Regions from separate parts of the Mus musculus genome. Here all the other regions are linked to region 3. Evidence: chromatin contacts called from public HiChIP or PLAC-seq and promoter capture Hi-C data. All regions are on one chromosome and are shown on one strand. The core of a region is the stretch at or near the end of the contact, and the rest is flanking DNA. Distances in the headings are between cores, read along the strand shown.

Region 1 (3,183 bases), core at 249-2,748, 1.6 Mb after region 3:
GGGACCGAGAGCTGACCTCATTCATGTGGGTGCTGCCCACTGCTCGGGCTTGGTTCCCCAGGTTCATCACATGCTCAATCTCCTTGACATTCTTGGTGACAAAGGAAGAGAGGTCCTTGATGTAGACCCCTGTTTCAGGATTCTCCTTCAGCTCTAGCCTCTTGCCTGGCTCCTTGGATAGCAGGTCTCGGATCTCCTCCTGGTAGATCTCCAAGTAGGAAGCACGAACCAGGTACTGCTGGTTCTGGGAGCGGGAGATGTGGGTGAAGATGTGCTCAAAGGCATTCGGGATAACCCCGCGGAGCTCTGGCTCCACCCAGGTCCCCTGCATGGTGTAGGTCTTGCCAGTGCCAGTCTGGCCATAGGCAAATACGGTGCCGTTGAAACCCTGAAGCACTGAGTCTATCAGGGGCCTCACCGTTTCGTCATACAGGTCGGCCTGCTTGGAGCTAGCATCATACACAGCATCAAAAGTGAAGGTCTTGGGCAGCTCCCCGGGTGCCGCGCGGGGGTTTCGCAGAGTCACCTGGCCCAGTTTCACGTCCATGGTCAGAATCTGCTCATGACCAGCAGCCTCCTCCTTCCTACTGAGGGGGCGGCACCGGGCCACCACCTTCAGGGCCTCGCTGGCCTTGGTCTTACTGGCCATCTTGCACCTCTGTCCTTCCAGGTGGGCCGCTCTGCAGCCTGGGCGGTCCTTCTGCCCTACTCCTAGGTCGGGATCAGTCGGGCTGGCCCAGCCCTCAGGCACCTCTCTTCAATCCGCATGCAGCCTACCAGGGTGGGGATGCAGGGAGTTGGCCCCGAGACTGCTGCAGTCCAGGCCTCCACAGCTCTCCGCGGCTTTCTGTGCACAGTCTGGAGAGGTAGAATTAGGCAGAATCCCTAGGTTACCGCGCAAGCTGCTCCTGCCGAAGGGTAGTGCCTGGAATCCACCCCATGCTGGAGCAAGAGTGAGCGCTACGGCTACAGCTTCGGCAACAATGAGATAAAGGAAGAGGAAAATGAGATGGGGGTGGGCGGCAGAGCTGTCTTTTCCTCCTCCTTTTTCCCTTCCCCTAGGGATCCATGGCGGGGGATGCGAGTCCTGGGCGGCTCGGAGGGTCCCGATCCTCCCGAGGTCAGAGGCTCACCTGGAGTCCTCCCCTCCGGGTGGAGGATCATTCATTGCAGCCAAGGCTGGCTGCTGTTGCCTCTCCTTCGCCTTCCCCGCCGCCGCCACCGGAGAATGAGAGAAAAACAGAAAAGGATGGGGCGGAACAGCGGCGGTGAGAGTGATGTTGCTGCGGCCGCTGCGCTGCGGCCCGGGTTAGGTCTCCCGTCTGGGGTGGGGCAAGGGGCGGGGCCGCGGGGCGGGGAACAAGAGCCCGGCGCGGCCCTTGGGCGAGGGACAGCGGTGCATCGCCGCCCGCACCCCACGGACCCCTCAGGGATGACAGGCTCCGGTGCCCACCCAGGTCCCGCGCCCACCAGTCGGATGCGGCGCAGCCACCGCCAGCCGTCACCCCACCGAACCCGAGCATGCTGGGAGATGTAGTCCTTCCTTTGTTAACCCGGTTCTGTCAGGTTGCTAATGCTTTCTCCAGTCCTCAAGTCTGGGAGCCCCTCCTCCCACATGCAACCCCTGAGTGTGTCTGCTGAGGCTGCACTACCCACGCGTGTTCTCTCGGCAACCGCCATTCTCGGTTTCTCACTGCTCCAACCATTTTGCTTGCAGATGGGCACATGTCACTGTCCTCCATTTCTCAGGGTGTCACCAGGCCTCCTAGAGCTTAAACTCCTAAACATTATTGGGCTCTGTGTTTTCTCTCCCTAGTCTGGTTTACTCCTGGCCTTCCTTTTAACGCTCTGCGGGAAGCACAGTTAACTGATTCCACCTCTTGTGTCTGTACATGGCCTCTGGCTCCAACTACTTCTCCATGACCTTAGGAAGGCCTGTCCATCTTCTGACCTCTCAGCCTACCTCCACTACTCTGATCCAGTCTATACTCCTAAAAACCATGCTGACACACTTTTCTAGCTCACGTGGAGCCCTGGCACTATTCTAGGCGCCGAACCCTTCTTAAGGAGACAACAGGCTGTAATAGAAATGACAGTTGCACCCTTGTGCCTTTGCCCAGAGATCCTGTTACAGTCCTTCCTCTACTGCTCTGCCACTTGGGCAGCACAAGCATTTCATCATCTGTGAAGCTGTGCTGGTTAATTTTTGTCAACACAATCTAGAGATGTCTGGGAAAAGGAAATCTCGACTGAGGAATTGCCTGCATCTGATTGGTCTGTGGGGTATATTCTTGATAGCTAATTGATGGAGGCGAGAGCCCAACCCACTGTGGGAGGTGATCCCCTGGGCAGGTAGTAATGGGTTGTATAAGAAAGATAGCAGAATGCAAGTCTGGAAGCCAGCCAGTAAATAATGTCTCTCCATGATTGCTACTTCAAGCTCCTGCCTTGAGGTCCTGATGCCGGAACCCTGCAGCGCAAATAAACCCTCTCCTCCCCCAGTTACTCTTGGCGGGCAGTGTTTTATTACAGCAACAGAGAAGCAAATTAAATCAGAAACTCTAGGGCTGGAGAGATGGCTCAGTGGTTAAGAGCACTGACTGCTCTTCTGAAGGACCTGAGTTCCATTCCCAGCAACCACATGGTAGCTCACAACCATCCGTAATGAGATCTGATGCCCTCTTCTGGTGTGTCTGAAGACAGCTACAGTGTACTCATATAAGTAAAAGTAGATAAATTTTTAAAAAGATTTATTTATTTATTTTATGTATGTGAGTGCACTGTAGTTGTACAGATGGTTGTGACCCTTCGTGTGGTTGTTGGGAGTTGAATTTTTAGGACCGCTGCTTGCTCTGATCAGCCTCGCTCCTCGCTCTGTCCCTGCTTGCTCCGGACCAAAGATTTATTTACTATACTGTATAAGTACACTGTAGCTGACTTCAGACATGCCAGAAGAGGGCGTCAGATCACATTACAATTGGTTGTGAGCCATCATGTGGTTTCTGGAATTTGAACTCAGGACCTTCAAAAGAGCAGTCAGTGTTCTTACTAAGCCATCTCACCAGCCCCTGGATAAATCTTTAAAAAACAAAACCAGAAGCTTTCTCTGACTGGGTGCTTCCATAGCAGAAAAAAAGAAAACGATGGAATTTATATCAATTAAACCTTGGGCCTAGCATTCCA
Region 2 (3,443 bases), core at 18-2,517, 1.7 Mb after region 3:
TGGGGGAGGGACGGGTGGAGCTGGAAGTGACATCATACCAGACTTCCTGGCAGCCCCTCACAGAAGCCCCACCCACAAGTCAGAAATCCTGAAAATGACATCACTTCCAGTGGGCCTGGCCCCACCCACCATCCTGATGTCTTGCCCATAAAGCTCCCAAAAAGCAGGAAGTGACATCACTTGTGGTTGGTGTGGTGACCTCATTTCCCCGCTCCATCATCCCCAGAACCCACCCTCTTCTCCCAAACTCAGAACTGCAATCATGATGCCACTTACAGTGGGTATGGCCACCAACAGACCACGCCCATCTTCCTAAAAAGATGAAAGTAGCTACCCTGAGGCCCCTTCCCACTGACCTTTGTGCCCCCCCCCCCTCGCGGCAAAGTACTGGAGGCAGGGCCAGGTGGCCTTGCTCAGCATCTCGGGGAAGGCAGGATGGACGACCATGAAGGCCAGGCCCTGGGGTGGGGGGAAGGGGTGAATGGGTGGGGTCAGACACGCGTCAAGGCCCTGCCCACAATGACTCAATCACTCTTGGGCACACCCCCAGCCAGGACGTCAAGAGAATATATACAATATATACAAATGCGGGGGGGGGGGTGTCACAGGGTGATGACATCATCTGGACACGTGTCAATGGCAAGGAGGGAAACTGTGACATCATCTGAACTCAGGAAAAGCCATAACGTCATGCAGTTTTATGCAAATGCATGCAAATTTACATGACAAATACACGCAGAGTAAAGCCATAACATCGTTTATGTTTATGGAAATTTACTCAGGGGAGCTGTCATTATGCAAATTTATGCAAATTTTCATCATGCGAAACTGATGTCACATGAGCGTATGCAAATTCCCAACGTACACGATATGCTAATTTATACAGGTCAGGGGAGGTTATATAAACCTGGGTAGAACAAAACCAAGCAGCCATTCAAATTCACTCAAATTCATGCAAACGAGCAGCAATGAAACTTAGACCCCATGCAAATCTATGTCTCTTGCAGGAGCTTAGTTAAGACCCCGCCCCAGGCCCCTGTCACTCACGCTCAGCCACTCCCAGCCCTCGCTCAGGCTCCGTCCCTGGCCTGTCTGTCAGTGCCTCTTGGGAAAAAACAGGTCACTCACCTGAAGCTACGTCCACATGCCACTCCGCTAGTCGCTGTCAATCCCGTGGGGACCAAGTGTCACTCACGTGAAACCCCGCCGACATGTCTCGCACAGCGAACCCCAGGATCTCCTTCCGCCGCGAGGAGGCGCTCGCCAGGACGACGCGGTGCCAGCGCAGGCACGTGCGGGGTGATGTCACAGCGACATCTGGGCGGGGAGTGATGACGTCGAACGGGTCGCCTGTGGTTCTGCGGTTCGCCGAAAGGTCAGGAGCTGAACCGGTGACGTCGCTGGAGTCGCCGGGGATTGGGGCGGGGGGGGGGTAACGGTGGTTGCGGCGGGGAAACCGGAAATCGGTCGCGCTGCTCCGAAAGGGAAAACCGGGTTCGGCGAAGAGAGGAACTGCACATCCGCTGTTTGCTTGTCCGCTTCTGATCAGCGGAACCCGGAACTGGAAGTCTTCAATGTCACGCTGCCGCTCCGAGTTCTCGTGAGATTTACAATGCGGTAGAAGGACTCACTTCCTGTTGGAACGGAGGAACTTCCTGTCTGGAAGTTAGGGTTCAAGCATGCTGGGAGTTGCAGTTATTTCCTGCTTTAGGCATGACTTCCTGTTTGCCATAGGAAGTGACGCCACAGTAGCCCCGAGTTTCACTGGGAGGCACGCTGGGAGGTGTAGTTCCTACCTGTACATCTCCGGGTCTAACCTCCCAGGAACGTACCGTATTAATACGCTGCCCTGTCACCGGGTCGAAGCGCCCGCATGCCCGGCCTCCCCTCACCGTGGCCGCTTCACCGCAGGCAAATCCATATCCTTTGACACCAACCGGAGCGGATGCAGTAACCATCTCACCTGTGATGCAGTGACCATCCCAAGGGAGATGTAATGACTCTTACCTGAGATGCAGTAACCATCTCACCTGAGATGCAGTGACGATCCCAACTGTGATGCAGTGACCATCCCACATGAGATGTAGTGAGCATGCCACTTGAGATGTATTGACAGTGATTATCCTACCTGAGATACAGTGACCATCCACCTGAGATGCAGTGACCATCTCACCTTTGATGCAGTGAACATTCTACCTGAGTGATTCTTACATGAGATGCAGTGTCCATGCCACCTGAGATGTTGTAACCATTCCACCTAGGATGCAGTGACTATGCCATCTGAAATGTAGTGACCATCCCAGGTGAGATGGGATGATAATCCCACCTGTGATGCAGTTGACTATCCCACCTGAGATGTAGTGACCATCCCACCTGAGATGAAGTGACCACTTGAGATGTGATCGTCTCTCCTGAGATGAAGTCACCATCTTACCTGAGATACAGTGAAAATCCCACATGGGATGCAATGACTATCCAACCTGAGATGTAGAGAGTCGTCTTAACAGAAATGCAGTGACCATCCACCTAAGATTCAGTGACTATCCCACGTGTGAAGTTGTGACCATCCCAAGTGAGATGGGATGACAATCCCACTAGTGATGCAGTGACTGTCCCACCTGAGATGCAGTGACCATGCCACCTGAGATGTTGTGACTATCTCACGTGAGATACTATGACAATCCCACCTGTGATGCAGTGACCACCCCACCTGAGATGTAGTATCCATCCCTCCTGAGATGCAGTGACCATCTTACCTGAGATGCAGTGAACATCCCACATGGGATGCAGTGACCACCCCATCTGAGAGATGTAGTGAGTCTTACCAGAGAATCAGTGACCATCCCACTTGAGATGTTTTGACCATCCCACTTGGGATGCAATGACCATGCCACCTGAGATATAGTTACCATCCCACCTGTGATGCAGTGACTATCCCACCTGTGATGCAGTGACAATTCCAACTTTGATGCAGTGACCATTCCACCTGAGATGCAGTGACCATCCCATCTGTGATGTAGTGACCAGGTGTACTAGTAATTAGACACATTAGAATTCATTATAACTCTTTTTATTCAAAGAAAACAAGACATTTTCACTTAATTGATGTGAATTTCTAAATGCAATAAGGATCTTATTGTATGTTCTTTAGTTGTATACACTGCATTTCATTATCTTGATGTATTTTCATAAGCACATTATGAAGAAACCTGTACAAGGTGTTATAGCAGGAAGAAAAGTGATTTAACACAGAAAAGAGTTAATCTTGACTGCCTGAGAGTTCTACTCTGTGCTAGTAACAATAATAGTGTATTTTTTTAGTGTACAGGTGTATTAGTAATTAGACAAATTAGAATACATTAAAATTGTGCTTATTCATAGAAAACAAGACATTTTTGCTCAATTGATGTGAATATTTATGATAAGAAGGACCTTGTACTGGC
Region 3 (3,284 bases), core at 354-2,853:
TCAACACAGAGAAAACGTATAAACAAACCACAACTTTGTAAATCCCTACAAAACCTTGTGTTAAGTTACAAAAATTGTGTGAATTTAAAGGAATATTTTAAATAAAGAACACTGTTCAGTCAAATTACTCTTAGAAAGTTAGCCTCTTTCTAGGCAGAATTAACCCACTCCTTGAATTCAGAACCAATTTCATAGTAACACAAACTTCTCGATGTGCTAGCTTCATGTTTTACACTACAGGTGATAAAAGTTCAGGATCTCAGATCTCATCTCTAAAGAACTAAAGCAACTCTTGCTTCTGCAATTGTACGGACCACAACAACGCTAGTTTGACTTTTGAAAAACATTTCCTTAACAGAAATGTAGAAACCATGTCACGATGGCCATTCGACACGTTTCTTTCTACATACTCCCTTTGTAACTTGAAAGTCCTCTGCTCTCTACAAGAACCTTGGTTAGCTGGCTGGCTCGCCCTACAGCTTACAGCACCGTGTCTGATCTGCCTTGCCTACAGAGGCGTTAAGCGTTGGTTTTGTTTTTAAAGTTGGTGTCAGTGCAGCTACAAACTTTTTTCAGCATCCCTGCCTGCCTGCCTGCCAACTGGAGCTCTGTTCACTTCCTTACCAACTTGAACCACCCCCAAACTAAGTAAACTCAGACAGCGGCAAGAGCTGACACACTTTCAAGAGGGGTTTGACACCGCAGAAAACTTTCACTTCTCTCTTCTCCCCTTCCAAGCCAGGCACTGCAGCCTTAAATTCTTGCTTCCTCTAGAATTCCCTTCTAAAGCCGGGCAAGGACACGGATGGCAGAGCATTCTAATGTCCCCGAAAGGAACCCCAAGAGCCATCTCCCGTGGACTCGAGTGCTGTTCTTTACACAAAAGAACCGGGCCGGCTCAGCTAAGGTGCTGGAGTCGCGGCCCTTCGGCGGCTGCCACCCTCCACCGCACCCGCAAGACGGTCTCCGGCCAGACAAAGCCCGGGCGGCCGGGCCAGCACTTTCAAGCCTCGGCCGTGGGCCGCCGCTCTTACCCGGGCCTCGTCCAGGGCGCCGCCGCTTCCCCCGGCCTTGGCCGCCGGGCAGCTGGCCGCGCGCGTCTTAGAGGAGCGGGTCCGAGAGGAGATGAAATGGCTGCTGCCGCCGGTCGCCCCCGGCTCCGCTCCGGCTCCGGCCCCGGGCCCAGGCCCGGGCCCAGGAGACTTGGACCCGAGAAGGCGCAGAGAGCTCTTCCGGGTGTTCACCATGGTCCAGCCAGGGGGACCGGGTCCACGCCGCGCCCGCCGCTCCCGGGAGAGGCGAGGAAGGCCGGCCCGCCGGCGGGCAGGGGCCAGCGGAGCCTCGCCGGGCCGGCTCGCGTTGCCTCTCCGGGACGCAGGCCCGACAGGCTAGAGCGGAGCAGAAGCCGGCGGCGGCGCGAGGAGGCAGGGAGCGGGAGGCGGAAGCGAGGCTGCAGGCCGGCCGCGCAGACCCTGCGCCCGCTCAGCGGTCCTCAGCGGGAGCCGAGCGGAGCCGCCATGTCTGCCCCTTTCTCTCTCGTTCTCTCTCTATCGAGCTCCGTGCGTCAGGTCTCTGGCGCCGCAGGGCCGACAAGGCCGCTTCTGGACGCGGCCGCTGCGGGGCGCTGCAAGGACGCGCAGCCCTTCCTTCTGCACAGGCCCCGCCTCGACGTGACGTCAGCATCGGCGGGAGGCCTGCGGGGAGGCGCTCTGGGCTGTGAACCCCACAGTGGCCAGCTTTTGCTGCCCTGTCTAGACTGGGGGATGGGCAGAGCCGGCCAGGGCGCAGGATGGGTTTCCGCGTGGAACGTAGTCCGGACCCTTCAACGCCTGGCCAAGACCGAGGACCCCAGATTCCAGACCCCTGCGGTGGCCTGGAGGACGCCAGGAACGGCCGACCAAGCGCGGAGTAGAAGGAATGGAGAGGACGGTGCGGTGCGGAGGGGTTCCAGTTGCCTAGGTACTTTGGGCAAGACCCCTAATGAACTTGGGCTGCACATTGCATGACTGTCCAAATGATAATGGCAATGAATGAAAGAAGTCCCTGCGGTAATCCACGCAAGTTAAACTAAGAAAAAACAACTCTAGGAACTCTGCATCCTTTTTTAAACTCACTATGGAGACCAGGCTAGCCTTGAACTCTGCATTCATCCCAAGCGCCAGGATTAAAGATTTGAACCACTGAACTCAAGTGTTGTTCCCTTTGACTTTAGCCAAGTCTACCGGAGGGATTTTGCAGCATCTTTTATCTCCATCCTACCGGTGTGCAGAATTAAGACAAAACACTTCCAAAGGAAAAAAAGTCAAAGTACTATGTAATTATTAAATTAATGTAATATGGAAAGGTCTGGAATTATAGAGGGAAGAATAAATGTTCATTTCAAAGCATCACAGTTTATCTAAGATAGAGAGCCTAGTCTTTATTTGGGCAGAAATTCCCCTGATTATTACACTAAAAAAGTGAAGAGTGAATAAAGACTAAATAGCTTCATAGTTATAACATTTAGCCATGTAAGACCCCAAACAAAAAATTAATAAGCTTTGTTCAGTCCTCACTATATAGAATGTACAGAGTAGTTGTGTGTATTTATATATATATATATATAAATAAGTAAATAAGTTCAAAGCCAACTTGGTCTACATAGTGAGTTTCAGGACAGGCAGAGCTACATAATGAGACCCTCTGATTCTCAAGAAAGCTCACCAACAAATGGACAAGAGATCAGTAAAGTACAACTGGTGGTAAGAAGCACGAGCCCCTACTTCAAGCAAGGACCTAAGGAACTCCTTTAGAGATACATTCTGAACTACAAAATGAGGGGAAATACATCAAAGAAAGAAAGAAAGAAAGAAAGAAAGAAAGAAAGAAAGAAAGAAAGAAAGAAAGGAAGGAAGAAAGGAAGGAAGAAAGAAAGAAAAGAAAAGAAGGAAGAAAGAAAGAAAGAAAGAAAGAAAGAAGGAAGGAGGGAAGAAAGAAAGAAAGAAAGAAAGAAAGAAAGAAAAGAAGGAAGAAAGAAGGAAGGAAGAAAGAAAGAAAGAAGGAAGAAAGAAAGAAAGAAAGAAAGAGGAAGCAGGCATGGAGAGCATAGGGCACAGCTGTCTGTACTAGAGAAAAAAAATAAGTCAATAAAATACTTTTTAAACTTTATTTAAAACTATATACAAATAAGACTTGGGGATATAGTGTAATGGCAAAACACATGACTATACCGTATAACCCTCTCCCACGCCTGTCAAAGTAGCACAATAAAAAGAAAAAAATTACACCCGTTCAAAAGATACTAA
Region 4 (3,312 bases), core at 576-3,075, 1.6 Mb after region 3:
TTCAAGAAGGGGCGGTAGCACACACCTGCAAACTTGGGAGGGCGAATCTGGAGAAGGTTGAGGCTTGCCTGGGTAATTTACAGACTAGGACTTTCAGAATGCTTTACAGTATTGGAATTTAATCAATTGAGCTATTTGAGAAAGAATAATCTCAACCCACCTCCACATTCTGACAAGGTCTCCCAGGCTGACATCCAATTCTCTTTTGTTATCAAAGATGACTCTACACTTCTGATTTTCTGGTCCCCAACTTGCAAGAATTGAACCCAGGGCTTCATTTATGCTAGACAGGCACTGTACAAGTGCGCTACATCCCCAGCTCCTTGAAGATTTTCCTGGGGTGCTCAAGATTATGACTGAGCTAAGACAAAGCTGAGAAGCTTACCGACAACTTTTAATAGAATTGTTGATTCATGATACAGCACGACAGTCCCAGCTGGAGGAAGAATGATTTGGAGGATATAGTTTAATGAGAAAACTAAAACCAATCAGAGAATCAACTGGGAGATGGTTTAGAGAACACAAACACCTTCAAAGGCTTATGGGTGTTTAGAAGGAGGACAAGTCTTTGAAGAGCATGATCACATCTAAGATGGTCAGAAAAGAACATGATCAAAGGCTTTACTTACACATGAAATGCACATGTTGGTGATGGCGAGGTGTCTGCCAAAGTGTAGCTTATTTTTATTTAATATGCTTATATATTTGTTATATGCTAATTAGTTATGTGTGTGTGTATATAAAATTTACCTAAATAAAAATCTCCTTATTGGTGAATCAGCTCATCAGGTTCAACCATTCTACCATCACATTCTGCGGGTGCTGGAGCATACTTAGAAAGGTAAGTTAGAAATTTGCTTATTTCGACTATAGAAAGGAAGAAAAGGGAGGTGTAAATAAAACTGATAGGGAGAGAGGGAAAAGGGACAAAACTAGAGAAAAGACATGGCACAGGTGTGGTGGAGTTACCCCACCAGAGTAGCCCTCAGGAGGCTGAGACTGGAGATTCATGAATTGGAAGTCAGTACTGGTGTACAGACTTTGCAACAAAACAACCAACCTACAAACAAGTGAAAAGCAAGGAAGAGATCGGTTGGGATGGGGCAGGCTTTCAGATTTTCGATTTGGTGGTACAACTTTGGCTACAGTGACCGCCCGCCTTTTCTGAATAGAGCGCTTCAGCTCCCGGGATTCCAAGGGCTGCTTAGGCCCGAAGCAGCAAAGAAGCTTCCATTCGCAGGGAGGTTCTCCCCGCACCCGGGGTTCCTCAGGCCGATGACATCATTCCAACCCCAGGAGCGCTGCGCCTTTTTCAGTTTGGAATCCCGGCTCTATCAACTCTAGCTTCTTAAGGAGACCAGGTTGTCAGGACCAGCCCACAAGCGGGATCTCTTCTGGAGATGTCCGGGTTTAGTAAGGAGGTTCCTGAGTGGCCCAGAGCACTTCTTTCTCTCTCATCTATATGAACTATACACACACACACACACACACAGCCAGCCACGCCCGTCGCTGGGCTAACATCCTTAGCTCCTCAACAGGATACTGAGAGGGAGTAGAGGATTCCAGCAGTCAGCTGGGCGCCCCGGAAAAGGCAAGGGAGGGAGGGCAGGAGCTATACGGACGTAGTGCGCCTGCGCAGTTCCCGGGCCGCACCTCCCCCGCGGGGCGTGTTCGTCAAGCCGCTCACCCAATCAGGAGGCCGTAGGGAGCGCGCCCGCGGCCTCGCCCCCTCTGGTCCCGCCTCCGCGTGCCCTACTTGCCCGCCCGCGCGCGTGCGCAGAGGCGGGCCGCAGGGGCGAGGGCGCGAGAGAAGGGCGGGTGTACGTCCTTGCGTGCGTCTCAGGCTGCGCGCACGCCGGCGTGAGAGGGCACGGGGAAAAAGGTGGCTCTGGCCGGGGCGGCTCTGTTTCCTGGGGTTATGTAGCAGGGCTTGTCGGCTCGCGAGACCTCCCGCTGCCCTCGCCCGTGTCCTAGCGCGGGGTTTCTGCTCCGGGCGGAGGCCGTGTTCAAGCCCGCCGCGCTCCCTCGACGTAGAGCTCGCTCGTCCGCCCGTGGGAGCGTCCCGGCCGAGCTGCGCTGAGGGGGGAGGGGAGGCCATTTTGTCCCGACCGACTCCCCGGAACCGGGCGGAGCGGCTGGGAGAGGCTGCGGAGCCGCGGGCGCCGCCCCTCGGAGGCACGGGCGCCGCCACCGTCGGGGCTTCCTCGACGAGGCCGTTCGGAAGGTCTCCTGCTCCGTCTCGAGAGCTGCTTTCTCCTTCCGCACACGCTACCCGGCTGCTGCGGCCCCAGAACGCCCGGGTGAGGAGTTGGTTGTAGTGAGCAGTTCCGATCCCTTGGGGCTACCGGCGGCGAGCGCCCGAGCCGCTCCTCCCAATGGCGAAGAAGACGTACGACCTGCTTTTCAAGCTGCTCCTGATCGGGGACTCGGGAGTGGGCAAGACCTGCGTCCTTTTTCGTTTTTCGGACGATGCCTTCAATACCACCTTTATTTCCACCATAGGTAAGACCTGTGGGAGGATGGTGTGGGGGCTCTGTAGCCGCGAGCCGTTTTCTTTTATTCCAGACATCTTGCTTCCCGGAATTTACGCCTTTGTTCCAGTGATTCCGATTCCAGACGACAGACCTAAGTTACTGTTGGAATCGGAATAGCCTTACTGGGGCGGGGTCTTCCCATGCTTACCATCCGGTCTCAAGTCTCCTTCTCTGTTCGGTGCCTTCTGGCACAAAATATGCAGCATTTAGCAGCGTTCCAGAATCCGGTTTCTTTAAGTGACTTGCCTGGCCTTACCATAATTGCATGAAGTTACTTGATGTGCTATTTGTAATAGACGTAATTTAGTGGTTGGGATTGAAGCAGTACTGGCTATGTGGCAAAGGCCCGAATTGGGGGTCAAAGAGAAAATATTCTATCTGACTGTAACTTGGAGTAAACTTGAGAGTTGCAGAATCATTAAGGAAAATGAGAGGGGCGGGGGAAAGTGAGTTGGCTGTCTTGACTGAACCATTGATGTGTCAAACAATCGGAGGCCCTTCGTGCTTGGGGTGGGAATCTGGCATGGTTGGCTCACAGTGCTTTTTCAAGACCTCAACGAAGCAGATGGACGGTTTCTGTTTTCAACCCAATGGAATCAAGTCAAGTTCTAATGTTTTACTTGATGTTAGAATTTACAGGAAAATCTTTCGTCAGTCATGGCTCTAAGGACTTCTAATGTACTACCACATATTTCGGAATTACTTGGTATGGAAATAAAAACTGACCTTTTAAATGGGTTTCCTGTTTCGGAAATGAAAAGGGAAGGTTTCAAGAAAG

What was found. Promoter capture Hi-C pulls out the DNA fragments that hold promoters and counts their contacts. HiChIP or PLAC-seq counts read pairs in DNA pulled down with a chosen protein or histone mark. Capture Hi-C pulls out chosen DNA fragments and counts their contacts.
Region 1: a promoter capture Hi-C map of pre-B cells shows a contact between it and region 3, with 3 times the contacts expected there. The contact joins the promoter of Kif3c here to the promoter of Atad2b in region 3. A contact is called at or near these places in 1 of 39 promoter capture datasets (pre-B cells), 1 of 484 Hi-C or Micro-C datasets (B cells) and 2 of 9 other capture datasets (adipose tissue and liver).
Region 2: a contact with region 3 is called in an H3K27ac HiChIP or PLAC-seq map of thymic regulatory T cells, with 11 times the contacts expected there. The contact joins the promoter of Rab10os here to the promoter of Atad2b in region 3. A contact is called at or near these places in 1 of 39 promoter capture datasets (pre-B cells), 1 of 115 datasets of contacts at active chromatin or transcription factors (thymic regulatory T cells) and 2 of 9 other capture datasets (adipose tissue and liver).
Region 4: a contact with region 3 is called in a promoter capture Hi-C map of adipose tissue, with 4 times the contacts expected there. The contact joins the promoter of Rab10 here to the promoter of Atad2b in region 3. A contact is called at or near these places in 4 of 39 promoter capture datasets (the C10 cell line, liver, neutrophils and 1 more), 5 of 484 Hi-C or Micro-C datasets (CD4 T cells, CD8 T cells, Th1 cells and 1 more) and 2 of 9 other capture datasets (adipose tissue and liver).

What each region holds. Positions count from the first base shown.
Region 1 is chr12:3,363,447-3,366,629 of GRCm38.p6, reverse strand. It overlaps Kif3c (kinesin family member 3C), which reads right to left and starts at 1,498. Exons shown (of 8, transcript NM_008445.2): 1 at 1-1,498. The coding sequence starts at 649. I920046F24Rik (RIKEN cDNA I920046F24 gene) reads left to right here and starts at 1,057. Exons shown (of 1, transcript NR_164312.1): 1 at 1,057-3,121.
Region 2 is chr12:3,233,615-3,237,057 of GRCm38.p6, reverse strand. It overlaps Rab10os (RAB10, member RAS oncogene family, opposite strand), which reads right to left and starts at 1,267. Exons shown (of 7, transcript NR_015551.1): 1 at 1,129-1,267.
Region 3 is chr12:4,915,672-4,918,955 of GRCm38.p6, reverse strand. It overlaps Atad2b (ATPase family, AAA domain containing 2B), which reads right to left and starts at 1,603. Exons shown (of 28, transcript NM_001362349.1): 1 at 1,035-1,603. The coding sequence starts at 1,247.
Region 4 is chr12:3,308,482-3,311,793 of GRCm38.p6, reverse strand. It overlaps Rab10 (RAB10, member RAS oncogene family), which reads left to right and starts at 1,825. Exons shown (of 6, transcript NM_016676.5): 1 at 1,825-2,502. The coding sequence starts at 2,376.